Regions from separate parts of the Oryctolagus cuniculus genome. Here region 1 is linked to region 2. A link is a contact called in public Micro-C data. All regions are on one chromosome and are shown on one strand. Each heading gives the region's core, a stretch centred on a gene start, on an enhancer-like site or on the middle of the called end of the contact. The rest is flanking DNA. Distances are from core to core; before and after follow the strand shown.

Region 1 (3,922 bases), core at 596-3,095, 180 kb after region 2:
AGGAGGATTCCAGCTGCTCATTGTTGAGAAAGACACACGGCAAGTGGCTAAGCTCACGGAGCCGGGGATTCCCACTGGCCACGACCAGCAGGTTGGTGTCGGCGAAGTGGGACCAGCCTCAGGCGGAGGTGCGGGACCGGCACCGCGAGCCCGGGGACAGGGGCGCCCTGCTCCCTGGCCTGGGAGACGGGGCGCCGACCCTCTTGGGGGACCTGCCGGGACCAGCCCAGGTGAAGTAAACCAGAGGACACCGGCTGAGGGGGCCGCGGGCATCCCACCCGCGCTGAGGTGCGGCGGGGGCAGCGCTCGGGACCCCGGCGGGCAGCAGCCCCCTTTCCACCCCCATTCATTGCTTTTGGGGGGGCAGCGGCGACCTCTCTTGGAGTCGCGAGTGGAGAGAGCCAGAGGGGTTGGGAGCGCTCGCGGTCGCGCTCTCCGCTCCTCCAACCACCTCCGGAGCGGCCGGGCGCCCGACCCCGCGGCCAAGCTCCTCAGGGCCCCCGGCCCCGGCTCAGTCTGGACCCCTCCCGTCCCCGTGCACCTCTCTCTCGCCGCTCCAGATAGTCGGCCGCCTCCAGCAGCATCTGGATGTTCATCCGAACCGCCGCCGCCATTCTGCACCGGGGGCCGGAGCCACGGGACCAACCCCCACTGCCCACGGGCTCGCCGCCGCCGCCGCCGGACACCCGCGCCCCGCTATGGACCCCGCAGAGCAGGGCTGAAGGAGCCTCTCTGGCGACCACGCTCGCCGGGAGGGGGAGGGGGTCAGTGAGCTGGGCACCACCGACACCGTGACAGAACCCTGACAGAGCAGCAGCCGCCACCGCCGCGGAGTGTTTATCCCCGACTCACCATCCCCCCGCCCCCAGCCCCTTCTCTTGACAGGCCCGCTTCGGCTGCTTCCCTCATTGGACACTCCAAAGACTGCCCCGCCCCTACACTCGTGCGATTGGGGAAGGGCTTCACGGCCCCGCCCCCCAAAGTCCGCTCCTCTCGCTGGTTGGCCGCTCTTGACAAGAACCGGGCACCACCCCCTCTCTCCAATTGGTGACAGGATTCGCAACTCCGCCTCGTGCCCCTTCCTTGTTTTCCATTGGTTCTATACCGACAACCGGGCCCCCTTTTGCTTTGTTAGTATTGGCCAAGAGCTGTAAAAAGCAAGCCTCTTCGCCTGTCTCCCATTGGTGCAGCCTTCGGACACCTCCCAGCTACGATGATGTCACCTTTCTCCAGGCCCGGCGAGCCCTGAGTGGCCGACGGTCAGCAGCCCGGCTGCACATCCCCAGGTCTGGCATTGGCTGGGAGGGCCGGCCGGGAGCCGGGCGGCCCTGACTCACCGGCCGCCGCCGTGCTCGGTTCTGCCCGGCCCCGCCTCGGACCTGTTGCCTAGATCTGTCTCCGGGGAAAACTTCCGGGACCTGCCGGGCGTCCCTCGAATGGAAGGCTGGCACTTCGCGTCGCCTGGGCTCTCTGTCCTTTGGGGTTCGGGGCCGGAGCCCTGGGCCTGGTGGCCGAAGTCTGGGAGGTTCCGGGTTCCCCTAGACAGGGATCCAGCGGCCGAGGACCCTGCTGTGAATCCTGCGGAAGGAAGAGCGGCGCCGGCGGCTCAGCGGGTGGCCGGCCCGTGGGCGCCACGTGGCTGTGGGCAGGAGGGGAGAGCGCGCTGGGGCGGGCGCGCAGCGTGGCGCTCCTCTCCAGAGGCGCCTTTTCCATCCCGGGAAGCGCGTTATGAGTGGGTTTCAAAAGCTCAGGAACTCCCTGGACCTACAGATAACGCGGAAGCCCCAGGATTCTTTGACCCAAATCTCTTATAGAGTCTTTTCTCTCAATTTCAGATGAAAACGTTAAAAAGAATACTGCCTTTTCAAGACGGCTACAAAGGGTGTGGGGTGGTGCCAATATAAATGCTTAACAGAATATTACACATTAAGAACTAAAAAGCTTAAGGATCGCTCTGTAAACCCATCAAGAATTCTGAAATGAAAGCTAGCTAGAGACCCAGGTTACATTAACATACTGATATCTCCAATTTAAAAAGTGGAAATAACGCTTTTGGCAAGCTGAGGATCCCCAAAACAGAAGTGAAGCATGAATATGTTTCTTTTTGTAAAAAGGTTCTTGTCTATATGTAACAACGGCTTACTATGTAATTCGCCTCTGTCATGCGATCTGTGTTAATTATCCACATTCTGCACATGTAGAAAAGACCCAGAAGTGGAATTCCAGGTCATCCATTCACCTGCAGAGATGAGAATTACCCAGGGCCCAAGCCACCAATCCTCCCGGGGTGGTGGTACATTACACAGATTTCAAGACTGAGTCACAAAATGCCAACTAAAACACTGGATGAAAGAATGGCAAATATATAAATGTAATCAGGGTGGGGTTTTTTAAATGGATTATGAATCCATTAAAATTAGGCAACAGTAAGTAGAAAACATGTAGCAAACCATGCTTGACACATAGAAAACACGTCTTTTGGTCTTAATGGTTAATTCAGTGTAAAAGTTGTTTCTTCATGAACATATTAATTCGATAAATACATTGAAGGTGAAGGTTTTCAAGAGGCAATAAACAGTTGGAAAAGGTAATGGGGATATAAACAGTTTGACTATGTTCATAATTGTATGTTATTTATTTTTTTTAAATTAATTTTGATTTTTAAAAATTTTTGACAGGCAGAGTTAGACAGAGAGAAAGATCTTCCTTTTTCTGTTGCTTCACCCCCCAAAGGGCAGCTACAGCCGGCTTGCGGCGGCCAGCATGCTGCACCAAGCCAGGAACCAAGAGTTTCCTCCTGGTCTCCCATGCGGGTGCAGGGCCCAAGCACTTGGGCCATCCTCCACTGCCTTCCCGGGCCACAGCAGAGAGCTGGACTGGAAGAGGCGCAACTGGGATAGACTCCAGCACCCTGACAGGGACTAGAACCCGGGGTTCTGGCGCCGCAGGCAGAGGATTAGCCGATTAGCCAGGTGAGCCGCGGCGCCGGCCTGTATGTTATTTGTAAAATAAATTCGAATGCTGTAATAAAATGGCTGCAGTCTTCTAAAGTAGCCAAAGTGATAATACTAAAAATACTTCATTATATTAACATCTTGGATTTTGTATGCCTTTATTTTTCAATTTTTGCTCTGAACATTGCATATAACTCTTTACCCTTTTACTCTCAATTCTTTAGCTCACTTCTATTTCAATATCATGACCCCTTCCCCTGGAAATCACCGATTGAAAATCACACTTACTCTGATTTTTTTGTACTGTGGTGGTGAAATCTAAGCTGGGGATCACAAATTAACAATTTAAACACCAAGTTAAACTCCAAACAAAAATACTAAGTTACATATAAATAAAAGAATTAGACTAAAGAATGTACCATTTTTGTTCCCTGGTGGTAGAAGAAATTATCAACTAGCCAGCTACACAACTGTGAATTAGTATCATGAACTTCAAGGGTATCTGGTGCCATCTACTGGAAAATAAGCAGTAAGCAGACAACAGGTCTTAGGGTTTTATTTTTCTCCTAGCAATTATTTTATACAATGTAGACAATGACTAGTTTTGAAGAACTGAAAGTCCGAAGAGGAAGGAGAAGTCTCAGGTCAGCAACCCTCAATGCCTCGGACCTCAAAGCATTACCAGATTGATGGGTACAGGCACTTCCCGCCCCCCATAGAATTGAGAATTCTAGAATGTTTGAAACTTAATTTTAACCAAAAATCTATGTGTGACAGCACAAACATGGGATGACAGTTTATATAACTGAGCCTACAGCAAGATAAACAGACTGGGCAGCACAGCTGAAAATGAGGAAGAAGAGAGAGACATGAAACATTATGCTAAATAGATCTACACTGGTCTCAGGAAGCTGAGCCAGCCCTCCTCCTCTGGGGGCTCTTCCTCCCCGCGGGCACAGGCAGGTGTT
Region 2 (4,236 bases), core at 398-2,897:
CAGAAATAAAATTCATGAGCCAAAAAACCCAAAACAAAACTAAAAACAGGGAAAAGCTTATAAAACTAAATATGGATCCCAGCATTAACAGCTGAACAGAGAATGTGATTTTTAAATTCTTAGCGGATGATAAAGTGTAGAAACTGAACACTTACAAATTATTTAAAACCTGGAATCACTGACCAGAAATTACACAGTTGGATCATGGGAAAACAGCAGAAAGGGGTTATGAGTGAACCTACACTGTTCTAGCTGCACCCCATGCCCTTCTCAGAGGAAAGCCTGGCATTGATTAGATACTGGGCCAGACTAATACTGGCAGCAGAGCCAGTGATAGTAACCTGCCTACCAGAAGAGCCTTCCACTGGGTTGGCAATTTTGATCTGGGCCCCCGACATCTGGCGGATCTCATTAATGTTGGCGCCTTGGCGCCCGATTATGCAGCCAATTAAGTTATTTGGAATGGTGAGTTCATGGGTGGTTTGAGTAGATGCATCCAAACTTGCCCAATAGCCTTTCACCTCTGGAGAGCTGGAGTCAATTCCGGCGAATCCGGTCCCGCCGTGCATCATGGCAAAGTGAGACTGTTGTCTTGCCACCTGGTTCAGCTTGGCCAGATCGAGCGGAGAAATGGTGTGTTGTCCTTGAATCGAGTAGGCATCTAGAGGTGGTCCCTCCAGGTCATGGGTGGCGTGGGGGTAGCCCGCAGCGTCGCTGCAGCGATCTTGGCCGCCCGCGCAGATGACCGGAGAGCTGGCCGGCATGGGCTGGTACGGAATGGTCATGACTCTCCCTTGCGGAGACTGGGAGAGCGTCTCCAGCATGACCAGGCAGATCTGCTTGACACACTCGGTGACAGACTGCGGCACGCCCGCGATGGTGATGGCCCGCTCGGTCGAGTTGGGCAGCATATCCCCCGCCACCTGGACCTGGGCCCCCGTGCTCTCGCGGATCTCTTTGATCTTACACCCGCCTTTCCCGATCAGGGAGCCGCACTGGGTGGCCGGCACCACCAGCCGCAGGGTCACCGGGGGCCGGCTGGCCGCCGTGCTGTTGGTCATGGAGCTGTTGATATCTTCCTCCAGCTTGTCGATGATCATAGCGAATGCCTTGAAGATGGCATTAGTGGGGCCGGTCAGAGTGATGATTCGCTCCGGACAATTCCCCTCCGAGATGTTGATCCGCGCGCCACTCTCCTCGCGGATCCTCTTAACCGACTCCCCTTTCTTCCCAATGATGCTTCCTACTTCCTTTCCGTGCATAAGAAGCCGAATGGTGAGAGTCACATTTAGTCCGCTTTCAGTCACACCGGCATCCATGGCGAGCGGCGGGCGGCGTTCGGGGGAGTTGGGCTCGTTACGTGGTCAAGTCTTTGGTGGCTGGCGGGGGGAGGGGAGGTGTAGGCCCAAAACTGCCGGCGCGAGGCGAGCGAGGGCCGCGGGAGCGAGCGGGCGCGGGCGGGAGGCCGCGGCGTCGTCGCAGGGGCGGGCGGCGGCGGCGGAGGGGGCGAGCGGGGCCGGGAGCGGCGGGCGGGCGGGTGGGCGAGGGCGCGGCGGTGGCGACTCCGGCGGCAGCCTCGGCGGTCTGGGCGGGGCGGGAAGCCCGCTTTCAACCCCGCGTACCCTCTGACCCCGGAAGTGCTTGCTGCGCAGGACCCCTTGAAAAAAAATGAGGACCCGTGGTTTTTAGGTCACAAGATTGCGCCAAGCCCCACGCGGTACTTAAAAAAAAAAAAAACTAACGCTGCGGTACTGACAATAAAGCACACGGGGAACGGAAAGTGTGAGTCCGGCAAAGTTTTAAAATGACCGTGAATTTTATTAACGCTAACGGCACCGGAGGATGACTGGAAATATTGGTGTTGTGTATGAAGGACACGCTTTATTTTTCTGCCCTAGCAAAGGAGTTTTCTGTCCGGAGCGACACGGGCAGCCCTGGCGGTAACTGCAGGCAGCTGCCGGGACGCCGCGGGTTTAAAACGTGCGCGTGAGGTGGCCAGGGCGCGTGCGCGAGGGTGGGGGCGACGGGAGGGGCCGCTGCTGTCTTCCGGGGGGGAGGGGCGGCGAGGCGAGGCTGGAGGGGCGGGCGCGGGCGGGCACGTGGGGGCCTTTCGTCCCCGGCGTCCGGGCGCCCCGCTCTAGCCCCCACCCCTGTCCCAGCCCCGCGGCGGCGGCCGGTGAGCCGAAAGGCCGAAACCCACCCCGCCGCCGCCTGAGTCTGGGCTCTGCGGACCGTTTGTAGGGCATACTGGAAACGTGGCCATAAAAAAAGAATGGCGTCCATTTACATAATGCTTTGTTTGCATTTTGCAACTTTCTTTCGGTGAAACCCACAGAAACCCCTCCTCCTGCCCTTGTGTCGTTTCTACCGCAGCGGCCTCGTCAGACATTTGAAACAATGGTGTAGTTCTGTGCTGAGCGGGCGCGGACCAGGGCTTTGGGTTGTTTCTGCGCCTTTTGCGCGCGGCCCACGCCCCCGAGGCTGCCTTTCAGCCCTTTGCCTTCCGCGCGGCCGCCGCGCCCCGCTTCTCCGGGGGCGGCCCCCGGCGGCGGCGCCCGCCATCTTGGGCAGCTTTTCTGCCGTTGCTTGCGCAAAGGAAATGTCGCTCGAGACGCTGGCGCGTCCGAGTTATGGTTTTTGCCCCCTGCCTTTCTTCCTCTGGCTAAGCCAGACGAGGAAAGACGGTGTGCGCCAAGTTCATCAAGAGACCAGGGGAGAAGACTAACGTAGCGCGCCACCGCGACCCCCTTCCCCACGCGGGCGGCCGCCATGTTTTCTGAACACAAAATGGCGACACGTGGCCTCGATCCGTCGCCAACGAGAAATCGGGGTGGGCCCGAAAGCTCTAGAACGCGCGCCCCCGCCCTGGGCCCTCCCCGCGCCGCTGGTCTTATGACCGCTCGGGATGAAGTCCCGCAGGCTGGTCCGACGCTTGGTGGACCATTTGAACGAGTTCCCCACCCCCTTTAACTGGAGCAGGGAACGCAAATAGCTCCGAAATGTGGGCACAATATTGATCCTATCGCTTTAAAAAATTTTTGTTAGTGGATAATAGGACGCAGTACCCTGAAATAATTTGTGAACCGCAACGATGCTCCCCCAGTACCAAAGCATTTAGAAATCACTGTTTTAAGGAATGACGTGGGAAATTTCTGCTTTACAGGCTCATGTGCGGATTTAAAAAGCTGCTTCTGAAAAATGATTTAACTTCCCTGAAGAGAGTAGGACGTCTGGCTTTTTCACAGGCCAGCTGCCCAGTGAACCTCAACTGACCACAAGTGGTGTTCACTCAATCTAAAAGATTTAGACATTTATTGTGATCCTGTGCTAGGTATTTTACTCATACCATCTTTTTACCACGATCTTCTGAGGTAGATATTGTTATCTCTGTCTTTCTCTCTCTTTTTTTTAACAGAGGAAGATACAAACCTAGAAACATGAAGGGTTTAATTCAAGGTCACACAGTGTCGGGCATGGAATCCAGACCTGATTTTCTTCCTGGTGAGCACAACATTTTTAGATTTTACTATAAACCAGGCTTTTAGAATTTAAATGCTATTTTAAACGTTTAGGCAAGTGTTGAAGAAACCCGTTAGAGAGCCTTTAGATGTGACCAAGCCTGTGTTTGTGTCTGCCTGGGGGCTCCCAGTTTTCCTAGTGTGACACCTGTAGCGGGCTCCAGTGCCATTTTATGAGGTGTTTGGGAGAGGATAGAGAAGTGGAAGTGATTCAGCCCTGCCCAGAGTCTCAGGTATTTGTCACTCTGGCCTTGTCTGTGGCACATTTGAATCTACCTGGCTCGGGGGGAGCAAATAATTCTCTGTGTGATTCACTTGCTTTCCTCAGCCACTCAGGGGCTGGACTCCCGCCTTCCCCACCCCAGTGACCCAACCAGGTAAAAATAAATTATTTCATTTTGGTGCCAAGCCTCCATTTCTCTGCAAATATTGACAGAGCATGACAGATAATTCAGAGCCTGTGGACCCGTCCATGTAATGCATGGCTGGTGGATGTGTCCCCACGGAGCTCTGCTTCTACTGGTGTCAGACACAGAAGATTTTTTTAGTTTTAATGTACATTAATATCATATGTCAGGTTTCCCAAAGTGCTTTCACATTATTTTTATAACTCCACAAACAATTTTAATTGATAAAGACGTAACAGCAACAGTGATTGTAATTGTGTTCACTATGTAAAAGTGCTCACTATGTGCTAGGCATGGTTCTAAGCTTCCTT

The links. A called contact is a pair of places that touch in the nucleus more often than the background predicts.
Region 1: a contact with region 2 is called in a Micro-C map of ear pinna, with 7 times the contacts expected there. The contact joins the promoter of MXD1 here to the promoter of LOC103347661 in region 2. A contact is called at or near these places in 5 of 6 Hi-C or Micro-C datasets (ear pinna, liver, psoas muscle and 2 more).

What each region holds. Positions count from the first base shown.
Region 1 is chr2:132,765,000-132,768,921 of mOryCun1.1, forward strand. It overlaps MXD1 (MAX dimerization protein 1), which reads right to left and starts at 1,846. Exons shown (of 6, transcript XM_051842827.2): 1 at 1,224-1,846.
Region 2 is chr2:132,585,226-132,589,461 of mOryCun1.1, forward strand. LOC103347661 reads left to right here and starts at 1,648. Exons shown (of 7, transcript XM_070069016.1): 1 at 1,648-1,782; 2 at 3,416-3,501. It overlaps PCBP1 (poly(rC) binding protein 1), which reads right to left and starts at 1,349. Exons shown (of 1, transcript NM_001082124.1): 1 at 1-1,349. The coding sequence starts at 1,319. The coding sequence ends at 249.